Regions from separate parts of the Mus musculus genome. Here all the other regions are linked to region 4. A link is a contact called in public promoter capture Hi-C data. All regions are on one chromosome and are shown on one strand. The core of a region is the stretch at or near the end of the contact, and the rest is flanking DNA. Distances in the headings are between cores, read along the strand shown. Region 1 holds the start of Poc1a (POC1 centriolar protein A). Region 2 holds the start of Dusp7 (dual specificity phosphatase 7). Region 3 holds the start of Twf2 (twinfilin actin binding protein 2). Region 4 holds the start of Ccdc51 (coiled-coil domain containing 51). Region 5 holds the start of Rpl29 (ribosomal protein L29). Region 6 holds the start of Glyctk (glycerate kinase). Region 7 holds the start of Abhd14a (abhydrolase domain containing 14A).

Evidence for each region. Promoter capture Hi-C pulls out the DNA fragments that hold promoters and counts their contacts. Capture Hi-C pulls out chosen DNA fragments and counts their contacts.
Region 1: a promoter capture Hi-C map of liver shows a contact between it and region 4. The contact joins the promoter of Poc1a here to the promoter of Ccdc51 in region 4. A contact is called at or near these places in 3 of 39 promoter capture datasets (liver and pre-B cells) and 1 of 9 other capture datasets (liver).
Region 2: a contact with region 4 is called in a promoter capture Hi-C map of pre-B cells, with 2.8 times the contacts expected there. The contact joins the promoter of Dusp7 here to the promoter of Ccdc51 in region 4. A contact is called at or near these places in 2 of 39 promoter capture datasets (liver and pre-B cells).
Region 3: a contact with region 4 is called in a promoter capture Hi-C map of pre-B cells, with 3 times the contacts expected there. The contact joins the promoter of Twf2 here to the promoter of Ccdc51 in region 4.
Region 5: a contact with region 4 is called in a promoter capture Hi-C map of pre-B cells, with 4 times the contacts expected there. The contact joins the promoter of Rpl29 here to the promoter of Ccdc51 in region 4. A contact is called at or near these places in 1 of 39 promoter capture datasets (pre-B cells), 1 of 484 Hi-C or Micro-C datasets (B cells) and 1 of 9 other capture datasets (adipose tissue).
Region 6: a promoter capture Hi-C map of liver shows a contact between it and region 4, with 5 times the contacts expected there. The contact joins the promoter of Glyctk here to the promoter of Ccdc51 in region 4. A contact is called at or near these places in 1 of 39 promoter capture datasets (liver), 1 of 484 Hi-C or Micro-C datasets (double positive thymocytes) and 1 of 9 other capture datasets (liver).
Region 7: a contact with region 4 is called in a promoter capture Hi-C map of liver, with 4 times the contacts expected there. The contact joins the promoter of Abhd14a here to the promoter of Ccdc51 in region 4. A contact is called at or near these places in 2 of 39 promoter capture datasets (both in liver), 1 of 484 Hi-C or Micro-C datasets (B cells) and 1 of 9 other capture datasets (adipose tissue).

Annotation. Positions count from the first base shown.
Region 1 is chr9:106,278,963-106,282,446 of GRCm38.p6, reverse strand. Poc1a (POC1 centriolar protein A) reads right to left here and starts at 1,386. Exons shown (of 11, transcript NM_027354.2): 1 at 991-1,386. The coding sequence starts at 1,008.
Region 2 is chr9:106,366,941-106,370,761 of GRCm38.p6, reverse strand. Dusp7 (dual specificity phosphatase 7) reads right to left here and starts at 2,130. Exons shown (of 3, transcript NM_153459.4): 1 at 1,439-2,130; 2 at 1-61. The coding sequence starts at 1,964.
Region 3 is chr9:106,201,087-106,204,810 of GRCm38.p6, reverse strand. It overlaps Twf2 (twinfilin actin binding protein 2), which reads right to left and starts at 1,703. Exons shown (of 9, transcript NM_011876.3): 1 at 1,527-1,703. The coding sequence starts at 1,551.
Region 4 is chr9:109,080,778-109,084,245 of GRCm38.p6, reverse strand. Ccdc51 (coiled-coil domain containing 51) reads right to left here and starts at 1,750. Exons shown (of 4, transcript NM_025689.4): 1 at 1,679-1,750. It overlaps Tma7 (translational machinery associated 7), which reads left to right and starts at 1,865. Exons shown (of 4, transcript NM_183250.2): 1 at 1,865-1,919; 2 at 2,020-2,075; 3 at 2,157-2,244. The coding sequence starts at 1,904.
Region 5 is chr9:106,428,084-106,431,813 of GRCm38.p6, reverse strand. It overlaps Rpl29 (ribosomal protein L29), which reads right to left and starts at 2,403. Exons shown (of 3, transcript NM_001324534.1): 1 at 1,800-2,403; 2 at 1,442-1,506; 3 at 246-745. The coding sequence starts at 1,836. The coding sequence ends at 365.
Region 6 is chr9:106,156,671-106,160,440 of GRCm38.p6, reverse strand. Glyctk (glycerate kinase) reads left to right here and starts at 2,303. Exons shown (of 4, transcript NM_174846.4): 1 at 2,303-2,952; 2 at 3,145-3,296. The coding sequence starts at 2,576. It overlaps D030055H07Rik (a long non-coding RNA gene), which reads right to left. Exons shown (of 7, transcript XR_003948237.1): 6 at 3,207-3,448; 7 at 1-660.
Region 7 is chr9:106,445,884-106,449,294 of GRCm38.p6, reverse strand. It overlaps Abhd14a (abhydrolase domain containing 14A), which reads left to right and starts at 1,617. Exons shown (of 6, transcript NM_001110271.2): 1 at 1,617-1,764. Abhd14b (abhydrolase domain containing 14b) reads right to left here and starts at 655. Exons shown (of 4, transcript NM_029631.3): 1 at 586-655.

The DNA.
Region 1 (3,484 bases), core at 137-2,636, 2.8 Mb after region 4:
ACACCAAAAATTAAAAACAAAACAAGCAAACAACAACAACAAAAAAAACAAAACGACAAAACACACACACACACACACAACCAAACCACCTGAAGAGCTCCAAGGAACCCAGCTTGGGAAAGGATATTTCTATGATACAGCGAAGCCATTGCTATTCCACAAAGCTCTACCCCAAACAAAGGTGAGGCCCAGTGCCCAGCTCCACCCCCAAGCACACCTGCAGGTTCACGCCTTTTAACAGATGGCCTGGTAGTTCAGGGGTAAGAATCAACTAAGGAGCAAGGGCTCATTCCCTCTCCTGTCCTCACCAGAGCCTCTCAGAAACACAAGGGTGAGGAAGTGTCCATCCTAGGCTCAGTGGGCAGAAGCAGATTCAGGTCTGACTCCATCAGTGACACCCCTTCCCAATGCCTTCTTCCCTGAACAGTTTCCCCTAAAATCTGCGTGGAGCTAAATGTAAACAGAATATCAAATCGGCACTCAAAAGTCTGGTTTCTATTTCTACCCAAGTCTTCTCAGGTGCATCAGGTACCACCTGGCCCTGTGGAAGCAAATTCTTATTTAAAGGACCAATTTGAAGTCCTTTTCTGGAGTGGGGGGAGGGGTCAGAATCGAGCCCTGGACACACTGCAGGCTTCCGCTATCCCAGGCATCCCGATGGCCTACTGCTTCTACTTGTTGGAAAAGGATGTCACCTCCAAAAAAGACCTGTTGCTCACAAGAGGCCAAGCTTACGAGGCTCGCCCCAGGCCACGACAAGGGTCGGGCCTTGATGGTGTCTTCCTCAATACGCCGTACATTCCAGAGGCAGAGACTTATTTCTTCGTCCTGGTGGTCTAACATCTAGCCTGGCACCTGGGGTGCTAAGTCAATGCCCGGATCCACCCCGTAACCTTGGATGAGGAGGTCACCCTAGAACCCCGCGTCACCATCCGCCTCTCTCGCGGCCATTGTTCCAACCAGTCAGGTGCTCACTATCCAGGGACTTACCTGGCTGGGAGCAGCCATAGCGGGGCTAGCGGGCTGGTAGGACCAGCTGTGCCCCAAGTGCCAGAGATAGCTGGGTCGGCAGTTGTGCCAGTTCAGTTTCCGCGCCCCCAATCGCCACCAATAGCAACGCCGGTGGCGTCGCCGCGTCCCGCCCACCGCAATTAAAGGAGAAGCGCCCTAGGTTTTTGTCCGCCGACCGGAAGTCGGGTCGTTCGATAGGCGTCAAGCTCTTGTCCTCCCGCTCTTCCAGATGAGGTGACCCGCCGAGCAGCCAAAAGCCTCAGTTCGCTGTCACACTTTCCTCCTAAGAACTTAAAAAAAAAAATCTTAGATGAAGGTTTCGGCCCTTCAGCTCTAGCTCAGGTAACGGAGCGCGCAGCCATCGGGGAAATGAAGTTCTACATAGCACTTATACCCCACAGTCTTAATAAAGGTAGAACTACATTTACCGAGATGCTCCGGGGCGGGCGGAGTTTTACCATTATGAGTGACAGGCTTAAGTATCCCGGAAGGAGGATACTGACTGGCCTTGCTCTTGGCTTAAAACGTCCGATCAAGGCGCCATGGAGAACCAGGTTATTAGCGCCTTGGGACCCCAGAATGGTTCGTTCCTGCGAATACTCCTAAGTGTCTATTTAAAAAAAAAAAAAATGGAGTCATTCAAGAGTCAGAACCATGGTGCAGAAAGACATATGTTCAATTCTTAATTCTCTACTGGGTGACCTCAGGAAAAATGCGTCTACTCCGAGGGCCTGCCTCCGCGTTTGTCTTAAGAGGGGATGTGACTGCGGCCCGTCTTGCTCGGAACTCTTTAGCCTTAAGAAGGCTTTGGGTCGTAGCCTGACCTTAGCTCCAAAAAAAAAAAAAAGGTGAAAGAAGCAATCGTCGGGCGGAACCACCAGAGGCCGTCCTTTTCCACCTTCTGCAATGAAAGCAGCCGAAGCCCAGAGTGACCTGTGCATCTGACCTGAACTGGATGTTTTGTAAGATTCAAGAACCTTCCATCCATCATCTCTCCTGGGCCGGCCAACTTGTCCATACTCAAAACACTAATTAGGATCTGGCTGTGTCCTGAGGTTTCTTACCACATGCCTAGGCTTGAAACTGTGTCCCTAAATCTGCAGGGACAGTAAACTCAGAAACTGGCGTGTGGGGGAGTGTATTTGGACCTAAAAGAATGATTCATTGGTTCAGAGTGTATATGGTTCTCCCAGAGGACGAAAGTTCTATTCCCAGCTCCCATGTCAGATGGTTTACAACTGCCTGGAACTCCAGTTCTGAGGCAGTTCAACACCTCTTGTCTCCTGAGGCACACACACACACACCATTAAAAATAATTCTTTTAGTGTTTTGATGAGAGATACAGGATCTATATCTGATCCTATTTTAACTATGTTGGCATAGAATTGGTACCTTGACATTAGAAATGTTTAAGCTAATTTAACATAGGCAAGGTGAAAGTCTCAAGACAAAAATAGGTGCTCACAAATTCCCAGCCTTCCCATAAACAGTTTTCAGTTTTTCTCTTGTCAATAAGTGTGTCACGAGCACCCCATGCCAGAAACATGATGGTCACGTTTGTATATTCCTACAATGTCAAAATGAATTGCCTCTCAGGAAATTCCCAAGCTGTAGCAGTTTGCTGCTTTTCCAGATAAGGTCTCTCTATGTGGTCCTAGCGTTCCTTCCTCTGGCAGCCACAGACTTTTTATTTTTACTTTTTTAGGAATGTCATATGTAGGAATGTTTTGCCTACCTGTATGTATATGTACCATACTTATGTCTGATGTCTTATGAAGACGCCGGATCCCCTGGAACTGGCGTTGCAAACAGTTGTGAGCTGTCACGTGGGTGCTGGGTCTGAAACCCAGTCCCAAGTAACCTTAAACCAGCCCCACTAATCTTTTTCTGTTGCCTTGCTTTTTTTCTTTTCTTTCTTTTTTTTAAGAATATTGTGGGGTAGCCACCAGAGGAGACTGCTAAGACACGGATTTAAGCCAATAAAAAGTCTTTATTAGCCAGCCAGCAACTACACTGGGTGTTGTTCAAGATCCCATTGTAGCCGCAAGGCTTTCTCAGGGTGAGCTTTTAAGCATAAAATGTTCTGGGGGACTGGAGAGATGGCTCAGTGGTTAAGAGCACTGACTGCTCTTCCGGAGGTCCTGAGTTCAAATCCCAGCGACCACATGGTGTGTCACAACCATCTGTAACAAGACCTGATTCCCTCTTCTGGTGTCTGAAGACAGCTACAGTATATACATATAATACATAAATACATATAATAAATAAAATAAATCTTTTAAAAAAAAACATGTTCTAGATTGACATACTTAACATGAACAATTAGTCAGAAGAGAAACCACAGAAGTCCAAAAGCAAGGTTAGTACATTTAGAGAGTTTCCCATATCTCTGGACTTTGACGAATTAGGTAATTGTTTTAGTTTTGGCAGGCGGTGCTATCCATGTGCTGAGTTTTACAGCCTGAATGGTATT
Region 2 (3,821 bases), core at 881-3,380, 2.7 Mb after region 4:
GAGCTGTCCACGTTAGTCTCACAATGCTCGGAGTATTCCGTCTGGAACTTGTTGAAACCACCTGTGGTCAGGGCAAGATTGGGGGTGGTGGGTGGTGGGGTGTCTGGTGAGTCCAAATGGGCCACAAAAGACTATTAACGGTCAGGACTCACACAACATGTCCATGTCAAAGGACAATGTGACCATGCCTAATACATCACACACGGACTCACTCATGTTCTGGCCATCTAAAAAATCACCACTTCACAGTTAAGGGAACTGAGGCTTTGAGTGGGTTCTGTAACTGTTAAAGTATACTGGCCCTATGGCTTGATATAGAGCACCTGAGGTCAAGTACCAGCTCCTTTCTCTTCCATACCTCCCACATACATCAACACACCTGAGTGCTTGCTCAGTAGTGGCCAATGGGCAAAGAAAGGCCAACAAACCCATCGCAGGCCAGCACCTGTAGGTCAGCAAACCCCTATTCCAAAGAGAGAGGAGCCAGAACACCTATGGGCCTGTCAGAGGCAGAGTCCAAGCAACCACACTTGGGGAGGGTGGTGTGAAGTCCCTTTCCCCAGCAAGAGGGGAACCGGGTACTAGCGATTCACCTTCCCTGGACAAGCACCCGACACACTGCATGTGACTCAAAGAGAGGGGCCACGGGGGCTAGACAAGGACAGGAGAGACAAGGAACACCATGAAGCTAGACATGGCCCTGCGGCACCCGAGGGTGCCGCAGGACTCCCCTCCCCTCCCAGCCTGTCTGCTGCCAGCAAGAGGCCATTTTGGAATGTTAATTGGAAACACCGGCTGCAGCCAATAGCTCCCCTCACCCCCTGGCCCGCAGGCAAGCTGCCTGTCTCCCCCTTCCATAAACTCAGGGGCAGCGAACTGAGGCCCATTCCCCATTCCCCAACACACACACACACTCACACCTGGGCCACTGCCCACACATCTGCAGAAGTGCCTCCAAGCCGTGATTCTGATTGATAGGGGCCATAGTGGGATCCCAGAGAAACCATCATAAACGGGCCCATGCACTGGAGGGTGGGTGATACTGAAAAAGGTACCTTCCCGATCCTATCTTCCTAATGACATAAATTCCTGTGGGCCCTGCTCTTTTCTGGGTTCCAGTACCGATCTCTCCCTTCCTCCGAGCTCAACTGGAGCCTGTGCGCTGTTGTCTACCCATCCACAGAGAAAAAAATTAAATAGGAAAGGGAAAGTTTGTTTCAGCCACTGAACGGTGCTGAGAAAGAGAACACAGATCGGGTTCCCTGTGCCTGGCTAAATCCACACCTTAGGGGATGGCTCCCAGAAGGGCGGATTCGGACCAGGGGCGACGTGGCGCCCGGCCTGGCCAAGCGAGTGGAAAGGAAACAGCCTGCAGCGAGGGCGCCAGGGAGCAGAGGCGCAGCCCCAATACCGCCTGGGGTCTAGGTTCTGTCCTCACCTTGGAGGTAGTAGGCCTGGCAGCCGTCGTCTCGCAGCTTCTGCAGGAGCAGGCCGAGAACGGAGGCGGGGGCGCCGGGCTCGGGCTGCCACTCCGCCGTGGCCTCGTCGTAGAGCAGCACGGTGGCCGCCTTGCAGCGCGTGGCGAAGCGCTCCTTGTCGGCATGGTTGGGAATGATGGAGCGGATGGGCAGGTTGCCTTTGCGCAGGCGGCGCAGCATGAGACCCGGGATGGCCAGGTTGATGGCCGTCTCAATGTGCGACGATTCGAAGAGCTCGTGCGGCCGGCAATCTAGCAGCAGCAGGGACGCGCCACCGCGCGCCTCCAGCTCCTCCTGCAGCCACTCGGCGCTCTTGCAGGGCATGGCCCCCGCTCCCGTCGTCGCTCCCGCTCCGATGCCTGCGCCGGACCCAGATCCCGCACCGGGCTCCGACCCCGCCCGAGTGCCCCCAGCCGCCGCCGCCGCCGCCGCCCCCGAAGTCGACATGTGCGCCCGCACTGGGGGCCCGCGGAGCTGGTTTTTCATGGGGATCCCGGGGCCGGGGCCGGGGCCGGGCAACCCAGCCCTGGGACGGCGCCCCGGCCGCGCTGGCCCCAGCCGCGTCTCCGGGCGCCCGCCTCCCGCCGAGCCGCGCGCCCGCCGCCCCGGCCTCCCAGCCTCCGGCCTCAGTCCCGCCCGGCCGGCCCTCCGCGCGTGCCGCGGCCTGACAGCCCCAATTAAACCGCGGCTCCGGCGGCCGCGCGCCCGGGCGTCCTCCGGGAGGCGGGGCCGTGAGGCCGGCGCCTGGGCTTAAAGGCACCGCGCCTCCGCAGCCCCTCCCCCGCAAGCGGCGCGGGAGCGCCCTCGGCCGGCTCCTACGGGCCCGCCTAGCCGGGACCTGGCTACCACCTGCCCAGGGGCGAGCCAAGGCGGCCTCGCAGATCTCTGGCTGAGCGCCTACATCTGTGCCTTGCAGAAAGGCTGCACTGGGACCCCACCTAACATTTACAGAAGCAGAATTTCTTCAGGATTGGGGGCAGGGGGCGGTCACCCAGAGCCAGTCTTCCCTCCTCTTGTCTGTTATCCTCATTCATTCTCTGATAGCGTTCATTCAACAAATGGAAACTGAATTCCTACTACGTGTCGTGCTCTGTGTTAGGCGGTCTTAGTTTCAGATGACCGCATCATCCCAACCCTTGATGGCCATAGGTTCCAGACCTGAGTTGGAGGGTCTGCTGAGGGAATAGGTGACTTGGGTTGGGGGGGGGGTGTTCAAGGACCGCTCTCGCAAATCGCAGGCAGAAGTGGAGGAATTCTGAAAGGACCAACCCTGGGTAAGGGAACGCGAGCTCTTTAAGAAAGCTTTTACAAGTGCGGTGGTGACTGGCCCGGAGTGAAGCGCCACGTGACTTTCCTATTGGGGCGGGTAGGAGGGAGGGAGCGCTCCATAATCAGCTTCCCTTCGCCTACCTCTCTCTCCAGGCACCAATCAAGTTTCGCGGTAGGCGGGCACGCGCTCGGCAGATAGTCAATCGCCGCCGAAAGAGGCTGCGGGGAAAGGAGGCGGGTCCCGCGGCGGGTCCACCCAGCTGGAAGTGGGCGGGGCCTCGTCCAGCGTGCTGTTCGGGCTCTCAGGCGGGTGGGGCTCAGGAGGTACGTGGCTCTGCAGGTAGGGCTCAAACAAAGCGGCAGGACCGACCGCAAGGTTTTGACCAGACCAAGGCGGTCTTTCCTTGGAGGGAGCTGTTCCTCCCAAGCCCCGAGTGCATTCTCTTAACAGGCTGGGGATCCCAACTTGAGGCTTAGTCCCTCACTCCGTCCCGGGCTAGTCATCTCTGAGCCAACTTGACCCTAACCCGGGATTGCGGTGTCAGGGGTGTCCGATCGGGCTACAGTTTCAATCTCCATCTCCCAATTAAATGTTCTCCCCCCTCCCTTTTTTTCTCAGCCGCAGGAGCCCTCTTCTACATTCGCTTAGAGAAAGGCCACAGTAGGGCAGCCAGGGAGGGTCTTGTCAGGAGGGGTTGTAGATATAAAGAGCTGACCCTTTTGTGAGTACTGTCCTGGACACAGCTGGTAGACAGCTTCCAGAGGCCAAGTGTTAAGTCCCAATCTGTCCTGCCAATTGGTGATGTGTGGTATATCCTGAGTACCAGTCTCCCTTCTTGGTTTCAGTTTTGCTAAGCGCTAAGCAGTGGTGACCGGGTTTCCTGTGTACTCTTGGCTGTCCTGGAATTCTCTCTGTAGCCTAGGCTGGCCTGGGTGCCTCTGCCTCCCAAGTGTTAGGATTAAAGGTGTGCACCATCACCTCTCGGCTTCTTTTAAATTTTTTAAAAAGATTGAAGTGTTTTCTCTATTTGAATGTCCATGGATCACAGAGGCCAGAAGAGACGGTAGGATCTC
Region 3 (3,724 bases), core at 454-2,953, 2.9 Mb after region 4:
GGGAGGCTCCCCTGGGCAGGCCTGTCTCACTTCATAGGGAATGAAGGGATAGGGCAGAGCCTTGGCCACAGGATCTGTAAGCAGTGTGTGTGTGTGTGTGTGTGTGTGTGTGTAAAACTTCGTAGCACCTCCTCCCTCTTGGAGATAGCAGCTCAGACCAGACAAAGAGGAAGGAAGGGGCAGGCCAGGCAGCAGTTTACCCTGACAGTTCCCCTCTTTGGGGCTGACTCAAGAAACCTGCTCCTCCATCTCTAGGAGAGGCTGGCCCACCTGTGGGTGGCCAGGCTTGATCCAGGTCCCTGCATGCTCAGGACAAACAGGATGGGGATGGGCTAGGGCAGGGAAAGTCTCTTGGCTTGTCCATCCACCAAGCAGCCACAACCGCAGGCAGGGATTCCGGCAGTCAGGCTGGTCGATGGTGGTAGCCCTGGTCAGGGAATCATGATGTGGTGGTAGGAGTGGCTGATGGCCAAACCAACAAGCTGTCTGGGCAAGCAGCCTGGCCTTCCCTACTGGCCAGGGAAGCAGCCCTTCCAGGCCCATAACAAATGGGGACAAAATACCTGGCTCCCAGCTATTGCTTCTTTCTTAAGTCTCTCCAAGGAGGAAACTGGGGCCCTGGAGGGGGGCTATGGGTGTCACGCCCTGGGCTGTAGAAGCTTCCTGTAGATGAGGGTGGAGGCAGGAGCTCCCCTATAAAGTCTGAATCCTGACCCGTTCCCCTGCTTCCAGCTTGAAGTTGGGACTTTGCAGGCCTGGCTGGAGCAGCGATAGAGAGATCACAATGGAAAAGGGAAGAAGTCAGAGGCCAAGGTCAGATGTGCAGTTCTCCCCATTCTACTTAAGAAGGAGGGCTCCATTCCAGCTTCTGTCCAACCTAGTCTGCAAGAGTCTAGGGGTCCTGAAAGGAGAAAAGGTCAGGCTACCCTCTCCACACATACACATAAGCCCATGTCAGTCATAAGACACCCATGCAAACACCCATGCTAACACACACATACTGAGATGTGCCTGAACTGTGCACACATGCAGATACCCACAGTTTCTGTGCGTGCAGCCAGGAAACACTGATGTCTGAGATGGAACCTAGAGTGTCCAAAACCAGCCACTAGTGCATGCACACGAAGAAGCCTGGACAGGCATAACCAAGTCTCATCCAGATGTGCACATACTGGACTGTATACAGAGAACATGTGTACACCCATGTACACTTTTCCAGATGTGCACATCCGGGTACACCCCACCTCCAGAAAAGAACAAAAATACCCAGACCAGTATACACAGGCACATCCGCCCCCAGTTGGGTACACAAGATACTTCCACCCTCGCTGTGTGCATCCATGTGCACCCACTCCCAGCTATGTACAACAGTCTGTTCTGCCCCAAGACGTGTCCATCCCAGGGACTCGCGGTTGCAAAAGAGAACAGGAAGCTTCCCAGGAGGGTACAAGGAAGAGAAGGATGAAGGGACCTAGCGCGGAGAACCAGCGCGGCGGAGCCCCTGTCCGCCCTCCATCCGCCCTCACCGTGGATGCCGGTCTGGTGCGCCATGGCTCAGCTTTCGGCTCGCCCGTGCCGTCGGAGTTCTCCTCTTGGTCCTGGCCCGGCTCGACTCGGCTCGCCTGGACCCAGAGCTCCGGAGGATGTGGCGACGGCACCGAGCCTCGCGCAGCTTCCCGGGCGGTGCCGCAGGACCCGCCCCCAGCGCGCCCCGCCCCCGGAGGGCGAGGCCGGCAGAGGCGGGCATTGGTGCCGCGCGTGCGCGCAGCGGGCGCCGGGGTCCGGATGGCCCAGTGCCCGGCCGCTACCACCTTCATGGCCAAGAAGGGGCCCCAAGGGATTGTGTGGGTGGTCCCTTGTAGGCCAGGATCCTGGAGGTCTGTGGGCGGATCCGCACTTGGGCGTGGGAGGGGCTGTGAGCTTGCCGCGGAGGAGGTTTGAGAGTGAGGGCCGATCCAGGCGTACCCGTTTGTGATGGTGAGGTGATCTCAGTGTAGGTGGGCACGCGCTCGTGTGTGGTCGTGAGTGTGAGTGTGTGTGTGTGTATGTGTGTGTGTGTGTGTGTGTGTGTGTGTGTGTGTGTGTGTGTGTGTGTGTGTGTGTGTGTGTGTGTACTGATTTCCTACCAGTCATCAGGTGCACGGTGTCTGGAGCCCAACGCTGAGAAAGTGAATGGCCATAGGAGGAAATGAATTTTGGAAGGAATACGGTAGGAGAGACCGAGGTGACCTAACAAGGCTGAGGAAAGTTTTCCAAAAAGACGGTGCATGTGCTAAGTGTGACCCAGTGGTGGAAGGACTGGAAGTCAACCTGAGGAACTTCCCAATTCCTAATGACCTTGCCTCTATTCCCAGCAGCCTTTCCTACTGCTCTTACAGACTAACGGCCGAATAGCAGCTAGTACTCTTTAACCTCAGAAACATCTCTCCACCCTGGACCTTGTTATTAAAAAATAGATAAACGGGACTGGACAGATGGCTCAGTGGTCAAGAGCATTAGCTGCTTTTGCATAGGACTCAAGTTTGGTTCCCAGCACCCACATGACACAACTGTTCCTTCTTCTGGCCTCCTGGGATTAGACACGGACATTGTGCACATAGATACATGCGGGCCAAACACCCAGACACACACCAAAATTTTTTTTTTACTGAAATAAATAAAAACTTTAAAAAATAGATAACTTAATGAGAGATGGCTCAGTCAGTAAAGTGCTGAGTTAGCATATAATTTCAGATTCCCGGCAACAGAATGAAGACACTTGGCTTTCCCCTTGGACTGTGCAGGGAGGCTGGGGACCTTGGGAGAGGGAGTTTGAGGAGACAGGCCAATACCTATTGGGGCTTATTTGCTTATTAGTCAGCCAACCCAGCCAAATGGAGAGAGAGAGAGAGAGAGAGAGAGAGAGAGAGAGAGAGAGAGAGAGAGAGAGAGAGAGAGAGAGAGAGAGAGAGAAAGCGCAATAGAGGCTGACTGGCTGGCATCCACCTCTGGTTTCCACATTGTACTCTAACATACACAGTGTATGTATATACTACACACACACACCCCAAATCTGTGAGAGAACTCAAGTTCAAATGGCATCCTTGGGCTGGCTCAGCTGATAGATCATTCTAACCTGCGTGACATGTGTGAAGTACTAGGTTTGATCCTTAGCACTACATAAATCAGGTATGTTGGCAAATAACTATAATCCAGAACTAAGGAAGCAAAGGCCTTCAAGGCCATCCTGGTCTACATGGTTAGATTTTTGTCTCATAAGTAAATAGGAAGGAAGAAAGAAAGAAAGAAAGGGGGGGGTGTTTCAGGATTAGCCTGGGCTAAGGAAGGAAGGAAGAAAGAAAGAAAGAAGGAAGGGAGAGAGAGAGAGAGAGAGAGAGAGAGAGAGAGAGAGAGAGAGAGAGAGAGAGAGAGGGAGGTGGGGGTTTCAGGATTAGCCTGGGCTACATAGTGAGTTCCTGGCCAGCCTGGACTACATGGGACTTTGTCAACAAATGAAGAGGTTAAAAAAAGGGGGCTGTCAAGATGGCTCAGTGGTTAAGAGCACCGACTGCTCTTCTGAAGGTCCTGAGTTCAAATCCCAGCAACCACATGGTGGCTCACAACCATCTGTAATGAGATCTGATGCCCTCTTCTGGAATATCTGAAGACAGCTACAGTGTACATACATATAATTTATAAATAAATAAATAAATAAATAAACAAATAAATAAATAAATAAATCTTT
Region 4 (3,468 bases), core at 501-3,000:
TGAAAAGACTCCGCCTGCTCCATAAGGTGCTCAGACCTGCAATCCCTACACTTGGGAGGCTGGGCAGGAAGACGTCTACAGCGTGAGTCTCTATTTCAAACCCAGAAAGAGTGGGAGGAAATGCTTCCATAGTTGGTTGTAGTAATATTTGTATAATCTTTGATGTATTAGAATCACTGAATTATATAAATTAAATAGCTAAGCTATATAGTAAGCTTTATATCAGTAAACCTGTTATTAAAAAAAATAATAACTGGGCTGGAGAGATGGTTCAGAGGCTAAGAGGGCATATAAATTAGTTTGACTCCTAGCACTTAGCCACACTAGGCAAGTCACAACTACCTGTAACTCCTGCTCTGGGGTACCCGATGGCTCTGGCCTCTGGGGTCTTTCTTTCACTCTCTCATATACACATACATTCACACACTCATAACTAGATTTTTCCCTCAAAAACTGGGCATATAGTTCAATTATACAGCACTTACCTAACATGAGTGAGGCCCTAGGTTCAAGCCTTTATTGCACACATTCATTCAAGCAAGCAAACACACACACACACACACACACACACACACACACACCCCTCCGTCACTTCTTCAGCTGAAGCATCTCTTCAGGATTTTATATTATCTAACTGTATCACTGCTTGAAACGTAATAGTAATCCATCTTTCCTGCTACTGTGGTTAATGGGAACTCAGGTACAAATGCTAGGCTGACAAACTCACATCACCCTAATTAATCCCTCTTGTTTTCTCTCCTAACTCAAATCCAATCTATTAGCAAAATCCTGCTGACTTTCTAAGCCTAGGAGTCTCCCCAACCCCCATCTCTGTCAGGTATACAAAGTGGTCTCGCTGGCTAGCATGCCATGGCTGGACTACCCCTCACTCATCTCCATTCCATCTCAACAGCCTTCAACAGTCCCGCAGTTTCTTCAGGGCAAAAGTCAACGCCTTCTCCACAGCTTCAGGGGATCTGACTCTCATTGTCTCTCCATTTTCGACTGCTTTCTCACTCCTTCCAATCATATGAAGGACTGGAACACACAAGGCCGTCTTCCACTCAGGGCCTTGGCACTGCCTAGCTCTTCCCTGTTCACAGTTGTCTCCCTGGCCTTCCTAAAGTCCTGCTCAGAGAGCCCCTGGAGAAGTCTTTTTTAACTACCCTAGCAAAAATGACATCCCACCAAGGGAGCATTCCTTAACCACTTTCTCTGCTTTTTTTTTTTTTCCTCCCCACACAGGTCACATAAGGTGTGATGCGTATTTTACTTATTTGCTCTGCGGTAGGTTTGTCTTGCTACAATGTCAGCGTTCCTCAAGCCTCAGTCCAGAATACAATGTATCTATACAAAGTACATACTCAAAAAAACGAACTAGAAGAAAGAATTTGCAAACACTTGCACTCATTGTTTCAATAAGTCCGAACTTTTTCCCGCGGCTTCTGAAGCTGAGGACTGGGTGATAATTGGCCACTACCCACTTCTGCCATCTCCTATCCCATCTCGTGCCCGCCACTTGAGCTTTCCTCGGTTCCGGAAAGGCACTTGCATGTACCCTCCCCTCCACCTGCAATGCTTTCTTTCTGTGCCGGATTACAAGCTTTATAGGCAGACACCATCCCCCACTCCCACGGTTTCGGATAAACCCAGGCAGAAGGAGCCTTCCGCCCCGTACCTGAATTGCCTAAGCCTATTAGGCTCCAGCAGAAAGCCCCGCGTCTGCCACTCAATTGACCCCTGACCGGTCAGCACCCGCCCCTGAAGGCATCCTTTAAAATACGTGAGGGTGACTTCCTGCCTAGCAGCCAATCAGGGGCCACGCATAGGTGCGGCATAAGCGAAGGCTGTAAGTCCTGTTTCCGGCATACGATCAGGGGCTGGTGAAGGGGCTGGAGGCGCCATGTCGGGCCGGGAAGGTAAGGCTATTTGGAGATCGGGGGTGGGACGGATGGATGGGGAACCATGGGAGGGCGATCGATGGCGGGGATGGGCCGAGCATGCTCGTGTCGCCCACAGGTGGCAAAAAGAAGCCCCTGAAACAGCCCAAGAAGCAGGCCAAGGAGATGGACGAGGTGAGGACGGGAGCGGAGGCCGGGCGGGCGCTGAGGGTATGGGCGACTGGACTGGAGTGAACCTGCTTTGCCTCTCTGCAGGAAGATAAGGCTTTCAAGCAGAAACAAAAGGAGGAACAGAAGAAACTCGAAGAGCTAAAAGCCAAGGCCGCCGGGAAGGGCCCCCTGGGTAAGTGAAGATCGAGCTATTGTAGGTATACTAGGGCAGGACAGGTCTGTTCCGGGGGTCGTTGGTGAACTACTGGGTCTGGTGTACACTCTGGCCAAGCCCCCTGCCTTGGGTTTGTGCAGTTCGAAGAGGGCGGGAGTGGAAACGTTGCCTCTCAAGACAGTCATGGGCTTCCAGTTCATGGAGAAGCTACAGAAGTGGAAACACCAACATGTACGCCGCACAGACACATATAGCTAAGTTTCTGAGTATCCTCCTGTTTCTGGTTACAAACTAGCAATTCACTTTATAGGTTGTTAACCTTAGAACATAGGACTTTTTTTACTTGCTGGTCGTGTTATCAGTAATGATACTGAGTCGTGCTATCTAGACTAGAGGATAAAAGTCCAGGCTCCTTAGCATGTATTTCGCTCTGGGTACTATTTTGTTTTGTGGCTATGCTGGGGAGCACACTCATTTGTGCAAAGCAAACCCTCCCTCTTGAGCTGTAGCCTACGCTCCATGCTCTCTCTGTGCCTTGCCCACGATTTTTTCTCTTGAGAGTGAATCACAGGTCCAGGAGTCCTAATATCTCATTAAGAAAAGTTTTAATTTTTGTATTTAAGCATATAGGTGTTTTTTATGCATGCATATCTGTGTACCATGTGTGTGCAGTGCCCTGGAAGACCAGACAAAGGTCTCCTGGGACTGTAGTTACAGACAGTTGTGAACTGGGAATTGAACCCAGATCCCCTGGAAGAGCAGCCAGTACTCTTAAATGCTGAGCCATCTCTCTAACCTTTGTTGTTGTTTTTTAAATTGATAGACAAGTTCTCTACCATTTGGGCAGTGGTGGCTCACATCTTTAATCCCAGCACTTGGGAGGCAGAGGCAGGGGGATTTCTGAGTTCGAGGACAGCCAGGGCTACACAGAGAAACCCTGCCAAAAAAAAGTTTCTGAGGCTGGCCTTGAATTTTAGATTCTCCTGCCTTCACCTAGATAGCCAAGATTAGAGTCTGTGCAACCAGCCTGACTTTGTGTGCATTGTAAAAGCACTATTTTGCATTTTCTAACTAGCAATTATTTCTGCCTGTTATCAGTGTCACATAGATACTGGAACTGTCACCCCAAGACCTATTGCATTGGGTTCGATCTGTTGTTTATCCACATAGCAATGTAATTGTAGCTGTTGTGATTGCTTTTTAAAATGAGGTCAGTTATCTGGCACCTTTAATCTGCGATTA
Region 5 (3,730 bases), core at 1,154-3,653, 2.7 Mb after region 4:
TGGAGAGCAGGACCCTTCATCCCCTCAGTTGACCAAGCAGAGCAGGCTAATACCTCACCCCCCCCCCCCAGCCAACCATTAAGCTCCTCTCTTACAGTCCAGGGTCCCACCTCAGGGCTCCAACCTTCCATCCCTAAAAGGACTATTTTTCCCATAGCTGCAACCCCTTTCATCCAAGACTGCACTTTTGCCCCACACACAGAGGGCAGCGACTCCACCCTCAACCTATGACAACAGACACAAGCTAACAGATCTTGCCTGAGTTTATTTGTAAGAACAGCATAGGACACTGGTCATCTGCAAATAGTGTGTGGGGAGGTGTGTCACAGCAGTCCGTCTGTCTTCACACTGGCAGGAGCCTTTTCTATGGGGCCTTCACAGGGGCCTGGGCACCTTTGGGGGCCTGAGCACCTTTGGGAGCCTGAGCTGGAGCTGAAGCCTGGGCCTTAGCTGGAGCTTTGGCCCCTGCCTTGGTTTGGACCTTAGGCTTCGGTTGGCAGAGCCTCTGACCCTTGGCCATGTAGCTTCGAATCCGCTTCCCAAGCTTGGGGTGAGCGATGAAAGCCAGCCGCTTGAGTTTGGGGCCTTTTGGCATCTTGGGCTTGATGGCCTGAGGCTTCACCAGGGCCTTGATGGCCTCTGCGCGCGCACTCACTGCCTTTGCATTGTTGGCCTGCATCTTCTTCAGGCCTTTCTTGTTGTGCTTCTTGGCAAAGCGCATGTTCCTCAGGAACTTGGGGTCAACCTGGGAACAGAAAAGGTGTATGAGGTAGCATATAACAGGCCCGGTTCACTTCCTTAAGTCCCTGGTCACAAATATGTTACTGTAAAAACAACAGTAAGTTAACCTTAACCACAAAAAGGTTGGAGGGTGTGGGTGTGAACTTCTGGAAACCTAGCTGTTTCCTGAGACTTGTCTAGGGGCACCCCCCCACCTCAGCTGAGTGTCAGATACCAAGCCTAGTCCATCAGATTCACATCAGAGAGCGTGGTTGCAGGCAGCAAACAGACCTAGTACAGCCTCAGTTATCCCCAGTCTATTATCTGGGTGCAATCAAATGTACAGAACTAGAGTTGCGTTTAGACGCAGACCATGAGGTACCCAATATACAGAACGACTCCCTCCCTCCCTCAAGGCTCCACGGAGCAAGAGAAGCAGTTCTGTTCTCAGGAGATTACACCAGGGGCTGGGAAGGTCAAGGAAGGCTTTTCTGTTGAGTCTGACATGGGAGACAAGGAGAAGCTAGGCAACACAATCCCTAGAGCTCAGAGTTCGAAGCCAGCCTGGTCTACATAGTGAGTTCTAGAACAACCAGGACTACACAGAGAAATCCTAGCTCGAAACACACACGCTGGTGGTGGAGGAGACATGACTTACAAGAGGCCCTACCCTGTAGACCTGGAGCCAAGGGATAGTTTATGACCCACTGTCATCACTCACCCCCTTAAGAGATTCGTATCTTTGCGACCGGGGTTTCTTGATGCCATTTCTGTGCCATTTGCGGGCTGTAGGGTAACAAATATTTACAGGTCAAAAAAAAATGAGGTATCTTCCAATAAGACCACCTAACATCATGGTTGGCAGTCTTTTGAGAATACACTAAGGATGGGTGGAAAGCACTATGGGCTTTTTAAGCGGATTCCTGGCTCCCAAATTTGTAATCTCCAAAGTAGCTAAACACACAATCATCTTCAAGGCTCACCTGAAGGGTGACCTGCCCTCCCTCCAGCTCTGATCTAGCAACCCTAACCCAATCCTCGCTGGGGTACAGTCGCCAGCCGGAGCCCAAGGAACTTACACTGGTTGTGTGTGGTGTGGTTCTTGGACTTGGCCATGTCTGCACCTGCAAGAAAGCCACGAGATCAGTTCTGGGCTTCCCCAGACCGGCACACCTCTGCCGCCCTGAGCTGGGGTAACATGAAGAAACCAGAGGCTGCAGCAGACGCTTCCGATTTACGACACCCGCCAGCCTGGCAACACTCACAAAACGCGACCCCACCTCTCAAACGCGAGCAAGGAGGTCGGTCCTGAGACTGAGCTTGCCGGCCCCGGGGCGGCTTTCCCCGCCATCCGTTCCTTGAGGACGACCGGGAACCACCCCCGCCCGGCAATCTCGATGCCCCATAGCCAAGCAGCTGCCCGCCCTGTCCTTCCTGCCACCCGTGTCGCCTGCCTCGCGACCCGCCGCCGCCCTGTAGTCACGGATGTCATCGGATGCCGTAAGGCCAACACTCACGGTAACCCGCGGCTCCCGCAGCGCCGGAGACCGGAAGAGAAAGAGAAAGGCCCGCAGTGCAGCACGGGAAATAGGGCCGACACCGCCGGAAAGTCCAACGGAAAAGCTTCCCTCACTGCTGGCGGAGAAAAAAGGTTCCAAGGCCGGAAAGAGTTGAAGCCTAGAAAGGGGAGGGGTTAGAGCCTGGCCACGCCCTCTTAGCGTCACAGATTTCTTTCTTTGCTTAACCCCTCCCCGCTATTTTTTGAGCGGGTCTTTCTTGCTGTGTAGCCTAGACTGGGTTATAACTGTTCATCCTCCAACAGCAGGCTTTTGCTACTGGGGTTAAGAGCGTGGTGTTAGCATGGACCACGACGGCGGCCAGCCCGTGTTTGCTTCCTTCTCTTCCTCCAGTGCCTACTTTGCTCTTGGGCTAGACTTCCAAAGACTCTGAAAGCCGAGGGGGCCTTTGAGGGATGAATGTTAATGGAGCGAAGAATCTGTGTTCTTAAACAGCTCACCGGGCTCCTGTGTGGAATGCACTGGAGAGGGCAGAGGAGAGGAGAAGAGCTATGAGACTCATGCAGACTGCCACACAAGGGCGCTGGCTGCCTGAAGACAGTGAAGAATGTACTAGGGAAAAGAATAGACTGGATTTAGGGTGCCGAAAATTAGAGAGAGAAAAGCGGCAACGATAGTCCAAGTCTACTCCAACAGCCTGGGCTGGTTCCCCAGAGTGGCAGTTTCGTGGTTTCTTTTTTTTTTTTTTTTTAAGATTTATTTATTTATTATATGTAAGTACAGTGTTGTTGTCTTCAGACACTCCAGAAGAGGGAGTCAGATCTCCTTACGGATGATTGTGAGCCATCATGTGGTTGCTAGGATTTGAACTCAGGACCTTCGGAAGAGCAGTTGGGTGCTCTTTTTTTTTTAAGATTTATTTATTTATTTATTTATTTATTTATTTATTTATTTATTTATTTGTTTATTATATGTAAGTACACTGTAGCTGTCTTCAGACACTCCAGAAGAGGGCGTCAGATCTTGTTACAGATGGTTGTGAGCCACCATGTGGTTGCTGGGATTTGAACTCTGGACCTTCGGAAGAGCAGTCGGGTGCTCTTACCTGCTGAGCCATCTCACCAGCCCCAGTTGGGTGCTCTTACCTGCTGAGCCATCTCACCAGCCCTCGTGGTTTCTTTTCACATATATTAGATGTGAGATGATGCTAGAGAGGTGAAAACAGGCCTGTAATCACAGCTACTGGCTGAAGAATTGTAAGTCTGAGATGCCTGAGTAATTCAGGTAGACCTTGTCTCCGAAAAGCTTTTTTTGTTGTTGTTTCAAGATAGGGTTTTTCTCTGTGTAGCCCTGATTGTCCTGGGACTCACTCTGTAGACCAGGCTGGCCGCAAACTCAGAAATCCCCCTGCCTCTGCCTCCCAAGTGCTGGGATTAAAGGCGTGTACCACCACTGCCCAGCTCCAAAAAACTTTTATAATGTCAGGATATCCC
Region 6 (3,770 bases), core at 1,054-3,553, 2.9 Mb after region 4:
AGCATCAATGAATTGTCATGGATGTCTTTAAATCGCTTTCTAGAGGGGTGTGTTGTAGCGCTCGCTGATGTTCAGCCCTGTTCGGAACCGAACAAGAATTCAGGGTGTATTTAACGGTGGACTAGATCTAACAGGATGAACAGGGAAGGCTCATTACAAATCACACAGAACACAGAAACCAGAGCCCCCCACTCGCCTCTTTTCAGGTTTTCTCTGAGTGTCAGTGAGGCCGGAAAGTTCTAAACCAGGTTCTCGGTCTCTAGGGAGATCTCAGACCAGCCACTTCCGGGTTAATCCCCACCCACAGAGTACTTCCGGTCTCCAGCGCCAGAAGCTGCGGGAAGGTGAGTTTGCGTCTCAAGCAAATAAATGGTACTTGGAAGTCGTTCCTGGCCCGGACAGAGACCGATCCAGGCGACAGCAACCCCTTAATCTTGCGACATCTTGCACTACACGGCAACATTTCCCTCGAGAAGATCACAGGCTCAGGCTCAGGAGACGTCACTTCCGGTCACCTGGCGGTTGGCCAATTCCGGACTTGATGTCAGCTCCGCTTTGGTTCCGGGAGGAGTCGAGCCTGGTCTTCGCCTATCCTCACTTACCAAGGCGGGTGCACTGGAGCTGGGAAGGTGTAGTGTCTTAGAGTTGGGAATTTGGCTCCTGAAAATGCAAGTCGTCCAATTAACTTTAGACTTACCACAACGTAATTTTTAGTTAGAAATAATCCAAAATATACTGGTCATAGTTATAATAAAAAATTACTTATCCAAAATTCAAATTTCACCAAACACCCAGTACTTAATTTGGCAATTTTGGACTTGAACTTTTTTTTTCCCTTGAATTCTAATAGGGACCTTCTAGGCTTTTGCCCTTCTGGGAAAGAGATACAAAATTCACCTAGGACTGAGCTTTATGTTTTGGATGCTAAGATGTGTTTAGTACCAAGCCCGGGGAATCCCATACATGAAAACTGAACATGTTTGCAGGCGTCCCGCGGCAGTGCCCTGTGTATTCCTTTTTACAAACAGTAGTTTCTGGGAAAGCTAGCTGGGAACTACAAGGCTAAATGGCGGAGGTTTGGCAGGCGCTACGTTGTTTAGGAGTGGGATAAACTGTTACCTGGAGTTTTCTCTGTCAGCTTGTACAGAGAATCAGAAAGCCCTAGGTGTCAGGAAAATACGAGCGTCAGTCTCCCAAGCACTATGGAGAACTGGATGACTTTATGCATGCTAGGGAAGGTCTCTCCCACAGGACTACACTTTCAAGTTCCCTTGAAAAGTGAGAGTTAGGCTTCATTGTGTCCCACATCTTGCAAATGAGCTCAGTGTGAGAAAAGATATACTAATACACGCTTTAAAAAAAGCTAGAACCCCATCCCTAGACTCCGCCCTCTTCCACCCATGCTTACGGATACAGTTGTCTTTCTACCTTTTTAGGGGCTTGAATGTAGCTCAGTGGTAGAGCGCATGCTCGCTCGTTACATGGACAGCCCGGGCACAGTCTTCAGTACCCTCCTGTCCCTAAACTTAGATATCTTTTTGCAGCTGAGTCTTTTATTGTTCCTGTATAGTTACGCTGTAGCTTCCCGACCTTTACCCCAAGACCTTTCTGTCCTTCACTCTGCCCAGTGGAGAAAATGATTGTTTGGGCTTCATTACTGGAACCCGGCCTTTGCCTGCTCTAGCACTGGGCTGTTTTTGTTGTGAAGGGTGTAACTCAGGACTTGTTTTTTGCTATCATGGAGCCAGAAAGGGATGTTCCTGGCAAGGCTGATCATGACCAGCTGTATGGGGACAAGGGTGTCTGGTCTTGTCCTATAGATTGAGCCCCATAGCACATGTCCTTTTGCTTATAACCTGGGGACTTGCTGAAGGTCTGACCTTGAGTGAGATTTGTGGTTACTCTTGATTCGTGCCTGGACCACTTGCTGAACTAGCCTGAGTCCTGAGCTTCCTTAGGCTGTGTGCACTGGTAAATCTGCAGCCTTTCCACATGGACCCAGCTTTGCCAGACTGGTTGTATGAGCTAACAGAGCAGGCTAGAGGTCAATGGACTCCGGGTCAGTTGGCTAGACAACCAATAGCCTTTTTTTTTTTTTTTCTTGGCAGTAGAAGTGGTAAAGGAACGTCTAAGGCATAAATGCCAGAAAGGGGGCACTGCCGTGGTGTGAGGGCTTTGGAAGTACAGGATGTGGAAGAAGAATGGCCCAGGGGCCTGCTGGTAGGAACGGCGTCCTTCATGAATGATTAACTTCTAGGCAAAGGAGGTGACCTAGGAGGAAGGTCCACTTAACAGGAACTTTGGACTTGGAGCAGAGTGTCCAGAAGACTGGTGTGTGGTCTACAGAAGAGGACGTGGCTGGGCATCAGGGCTGGGCTTTCAGGGCTGGTGTAAGATCAGGTTTGCTGCAGGCTTCATGACTTCTCCAGGTTTCATTTCAGGTTATGGAGTCCGCCAGTCCTGAGCCCTCGGAGGGGTGGCCATGATGGATGGTGGGGTTCTGTCCGTGGCCTCACTCCTTCTCCTCCCTCTCTAGGCAGCTATGGACACGAGGCTGTGCTGAGAGAAGCGGGGCATGGCTGCGGCCCTACAGGTCTTGCCCTGTCTCCTCCGAGCCCCATCCCGTCCACTCCTCTGGGGGCCCCCAGTGGCCCGGATGACCAGTGGTATGGCTTTGGCAGAACAGGCACGGCAGCTGTTTGATAGTGCAGTGGGTGCTGTGCAGCCAGGCCCCATGCTGCAGAGGACACTGTCCCTGGATCCTAGTGGCAGACAGCTGAAGGTGCGGGACCGGACTTTCCAGCTGCGGGAAAACCTCTACCTAGTGGGCTTCGGCAAGGCCGTACTGGGCATGGCAGCTGCTGCCGAGGAGCTGCTGGCTCAGCATCTTGTGCAGGGTGTGATCAGCGTACCCAAGGGGATCCGAGCCGCTATGGAACATGCTGGAAAGAAGTAAGAGTCTATGGGCGCAGGGGGACGCCCTCTACTGTCCTTTGGAAGAACACCTCCCTTCCTCTTTGATCTCCCTATCTCCTGGGTCTGGCCTGGTTTCTAAATGGGTTATCAGTGGGCCGCTTTCACCTGTACAGCTGAGAAGTCAGGTCGGAGGAGAGGAGCCCACCCCCATCCCTTCTCCCTTCTCAGAGAGATGCTGCTGAAGCCACACAGCCGCATCCAGGTGTTCGAGGGCGCCGAGGACAACTTACCGGATCGGGATGCACTCCGGGCCGCGCTGACCATCCAGCAGCTGGCAGAGGGGCTCACTGCAGATGACCTGCTGCTGGTGCTCATCTCAGGTGTGGGACCAGCCGACAGGGGTGCCCCGAGTACCATATGGTCACAGGGTGAAGTCAGGACCATGGCAGACAGTGAGGAACCTGGAGGGTACCTAGTGAGTGGTGTCAGGTTGGTCACCTCTCCTCAGCTGGAAGTTCACCCTGTTGAACATCTGTAATGGTGAAGGCACAGCTGGGTACTAACACTGACACACATCAGAACCTTTGGAAGACATTGCTGTCTGCAGCGGTGTCATTCGTGCTCCTGAAGCTGAGTTTCCAGACCCCATGGATCTCTCTTCTTGCTTATTTGCTGTTTTTTCTTGCTCTTTCTTAGTTAAATTTAAAAACAAAAATTTTTGGGGGGTATTGGGGATAGAGTTCAGGGCTTCACACAGGCTAGGCAAGCACTTTGCTAGCAAGCTTCTCCTGGGATCTGGTATACCCCTACTAGGGGACAACTTCACTCTGTGTCCACAAGGGGGCACTGTAACC
Region 7 (3,411 bases), core at 368-2,867, 2.6 Mb after region 4:
AGGCCAGCCTGGTCTACAGAGTGAGTTCCAGGTCAACCAAGGGTACACAGAGAAACCCTGTCTCGAAAGAAAGAAAAAAAAATAGCTCATAGGCATTAAATGAGGCTATGCATGAGGGGAAAACTTATACATGCCTAGGACATAGTAAGTGCTCAATCAAGGGTAAATACCGCCCTGATTAGCCTCATCTAAACCAGCACTAGCGTACTGTGGGTGAACTAGTAATACAGGCAGGAGATCAAGTTTGTTTGGGACGAAGGCCCTTTTTCCAGAAGCAGAAACACATGCACCGGTCAGCAAGGACTTTGGAGTTCCTGACTGCCAGGGACGCGGGGTGCTCAGCGCGCTAGCCGCTGGAGCCCAACCAGTTGACGCTGCGGTCACCCGCGCTGCCAAGGCTCCCCGGCTCACTGGCCACAGTTCCAGAACCCTGAGTCTGTCTGGAGGAAGCAAGGGAAGGAGGGGTAGCCTGGAGAGGGAAGGAGAGGTGACCTGGAGAGCCGAGATGAGAAGCCTGGGGGCAGGTGGGTTCTGAGTGGAGACGCCAAGAGAGGGAGTCGAGAGTACAGGAAATGTGCGTGGTACCTGGAAATGTGCGTGGTCTTCCGCAGGAGAATGGCGTGTGCTATTGACGGGTGGGGAGAGAAGTAGGAAAGGGGTGGGGACAGGAGGTGGGGACAGGCCTAGGCGTTCCAGGCGCCCTCTCTTGGTCACAAGCTGCCACTAGGCTCGTCTGCACCTTAACCCTTCGTTCTTTGATCAAACTTGTTTTCCCAAGCCCACCTCCACCCCATGTGCACCAAAAACAGGGTTGAAGATCTCGAAACAGTCAGCGAACTGCATCCTCATTGATCTGCTCCACAGATCATTTCCACACAGAAATGGCTTGACTTAACGGGCGAAATATTTCTGGTATCTTTGCTGTTTTCCCCAACCCCCAACCTCCCATCCCATCCCATCCCTCACCCTGAGTCAGGACAGTACATGACGAGTTGTACACCTGTCATAAAGCTGACATGCTACATATCTGAGTGGAAGGCTCCGCCAAAGTTCGGCCAGGTGACATCGGAGTGTGTTCTGAGCCTGTAGAATGAATCCGGTTAATGCCAACTTTGGCGAGGTACCAAATGAGTAGTGAATCTTTTGCACCCTTCCTGGCCTCCCTGCCCCAAAGTCTGGTTGCAACACAGAGGCCTGAACCTGGGACAGACCAGACGTTGATCACAGGTTGCCAACCAAAAATAAATGTCCTGAGCAGACCAGACTTAGAAGACACCTTAAGCTCTGACCCGTCTGGGGAATGGGGCGAGTAAAGAAAATGCTTGGGCAGAAGTCTGGAGCTGCTGCATCATCTGGCATTAACGCTAGGAGAGCTTGGTGCCAAGAACTCTTCTGAGACCTGACCTGTCCTTAAGTTCCATGACATCCTTACACAGCGTGTCTTTCCTAAACCCCATTTTGCAAACAAACCTGCGGAAATTGATGAACCGGGTGACTTTCCACAGGCTCTCAGGCCAATAACAATTCCTAAAATCTGGGCTGAGAGGGGCGGGCCTCGGTGCTTTAGGGCACCGCCCCACGTTCTTCCCTGGTAACCAGGCTTGGCCTGCAGCTGCGTACTGCGCAAGCGCGCCTGGGTGGCTGGACTTTAGCCGTCTGGTTACCAAGGAGGCTGTACCACAGCCGCTAGGCTGTTTGGCAGTTGGTTCCGCCTAGGCCGGGCCCCGCCTCACCGGAGCCTTTCTGGTCACTCCTGTCCACGCGGTGAGTGTCCCCAGAGAAGGAGGCCCTCAGGTTGTCCCCGGATCAGCCATCCTTGTCCCTGCCGCTTGGGGCAGAGTCCTTTGGAAGGCGCAAGCGCGGGGCAACACGTGTACAGTTTTCCTGTGCCCCTGGGCACGCGAGTGTCTGTGTGTTTTGGAAGGTCTGGGTATAAGTGCTTCTCTTCGCATTGGCGGCGGGGGGCTGGGATAGCGGGGGCTGGGGTAGTGTTTTCCGGTCTGCATGCCTGCTTGCATGTCTCTTCTGTGTTTATCTCTGCATCTGACTGTGTGTATTTCCGAAGGTTTGTGTGTGTCCTTCAGTTGGTGCGTTTCTTTCCCCGCCTGCCCCGCAGGTCCTTGTTTGCTAGTAGTTTGTTTTCCCCTAGGTCTTTTTTCTTAAAACATTTATATTGGTGGTGGCACATAAGGAGGTCAAGTCCAGACTTGCTGGAGTCCATTCATCCTTCCACTACTGTGAATTAATTCCAAGGATAAAAGTCAGATCGTCAGGCTTGCAGCAGGTGCCCTTCACCTGTAACTCTTGCCCTTTTAGTATTTCATTTATTTCGGGGGATGTGTATGGAGCTCAAAGGGCAGTTTTGGGAATTGTTTCTTTGCTTTCACCCTATGGGTCCTGAATTTCCAACTTCCATACCTGTGTGTGGGTTGTTTTTTGTTTTTTTTTTTTTTTTCTCCGAGACTGTGTCTATGTGACCCTGGCTGACCTGGAACTGCCTATGTAGACCAAGCTGGCTTCAAATTCATGGAGATCCTCCTGCCTCTGGCTCCTGAGTACTGTGATTAAAGCCATTGAAGCCATGGGCCACCTGCCTGACTTCCATATGGTTTTGAAATCCTATGTGTCCATCCTGATAACAAAAACCTTATTTTGGGTCACAGAATAATGTCCTGTGACAAAATATTTCCTGGGGAGAGAAAACACACATCTACTTATCCCAGATAGGGAGCCCATGACAGTCCACAGTACGGATACCACCAAAGTCCAACTTGGTGAACCAATGATTTTTATTGGGGTTACTTACAGAAATACAGATAAGGGATTACTTATGGGAGCAGAAAGGACTCAAAGACAGCTATGTCACCAAAGCCCGAAACAGGGGTGACAGTTCACAAAACGTGGACACACCGCACAGCCAGCAGGCAGCTCTCCTGGTTGGGGAGTGTCTTTCCCAAGTGCCTCAGCTGGTGTGAACCTATTGTAGGCAGCTCGGCTGGTTTCTGCTTCTTTGGGGAGCTGGCGTGCTCTCGGAGGAGGCTTCTTTGCAGCTTAGCTTTATGTGGTGGGAGAGGGGTTCTCTCTCAGCTTTTGTGGTTTACTCTGGCAGGGAGGGCTCTAGTGAATCTGATCAGTTTCAGGGGAGTTCTTGAAGCTGATTTCTGGCTGTTCACCTCCCTGCTTAAGGAGCTCCTCTGCAGCATGAAATATTTTGACTTTGGAAGAGACTGTTAACGCACCCATGTATGGGATTTATGGGTGTTAGTGTACAAGTGTGACTGCATAAACCAAATGGGTGTGCAAAGAGGCTATGGTACATTTAGGGGATAGCTTCTTGAAAAGTGTGTGGAAGCCAGGCTCTTGTGTCTGTTATGAGTGTGTGCACACTGTGTGCTGTGGAAGAGGGGCATT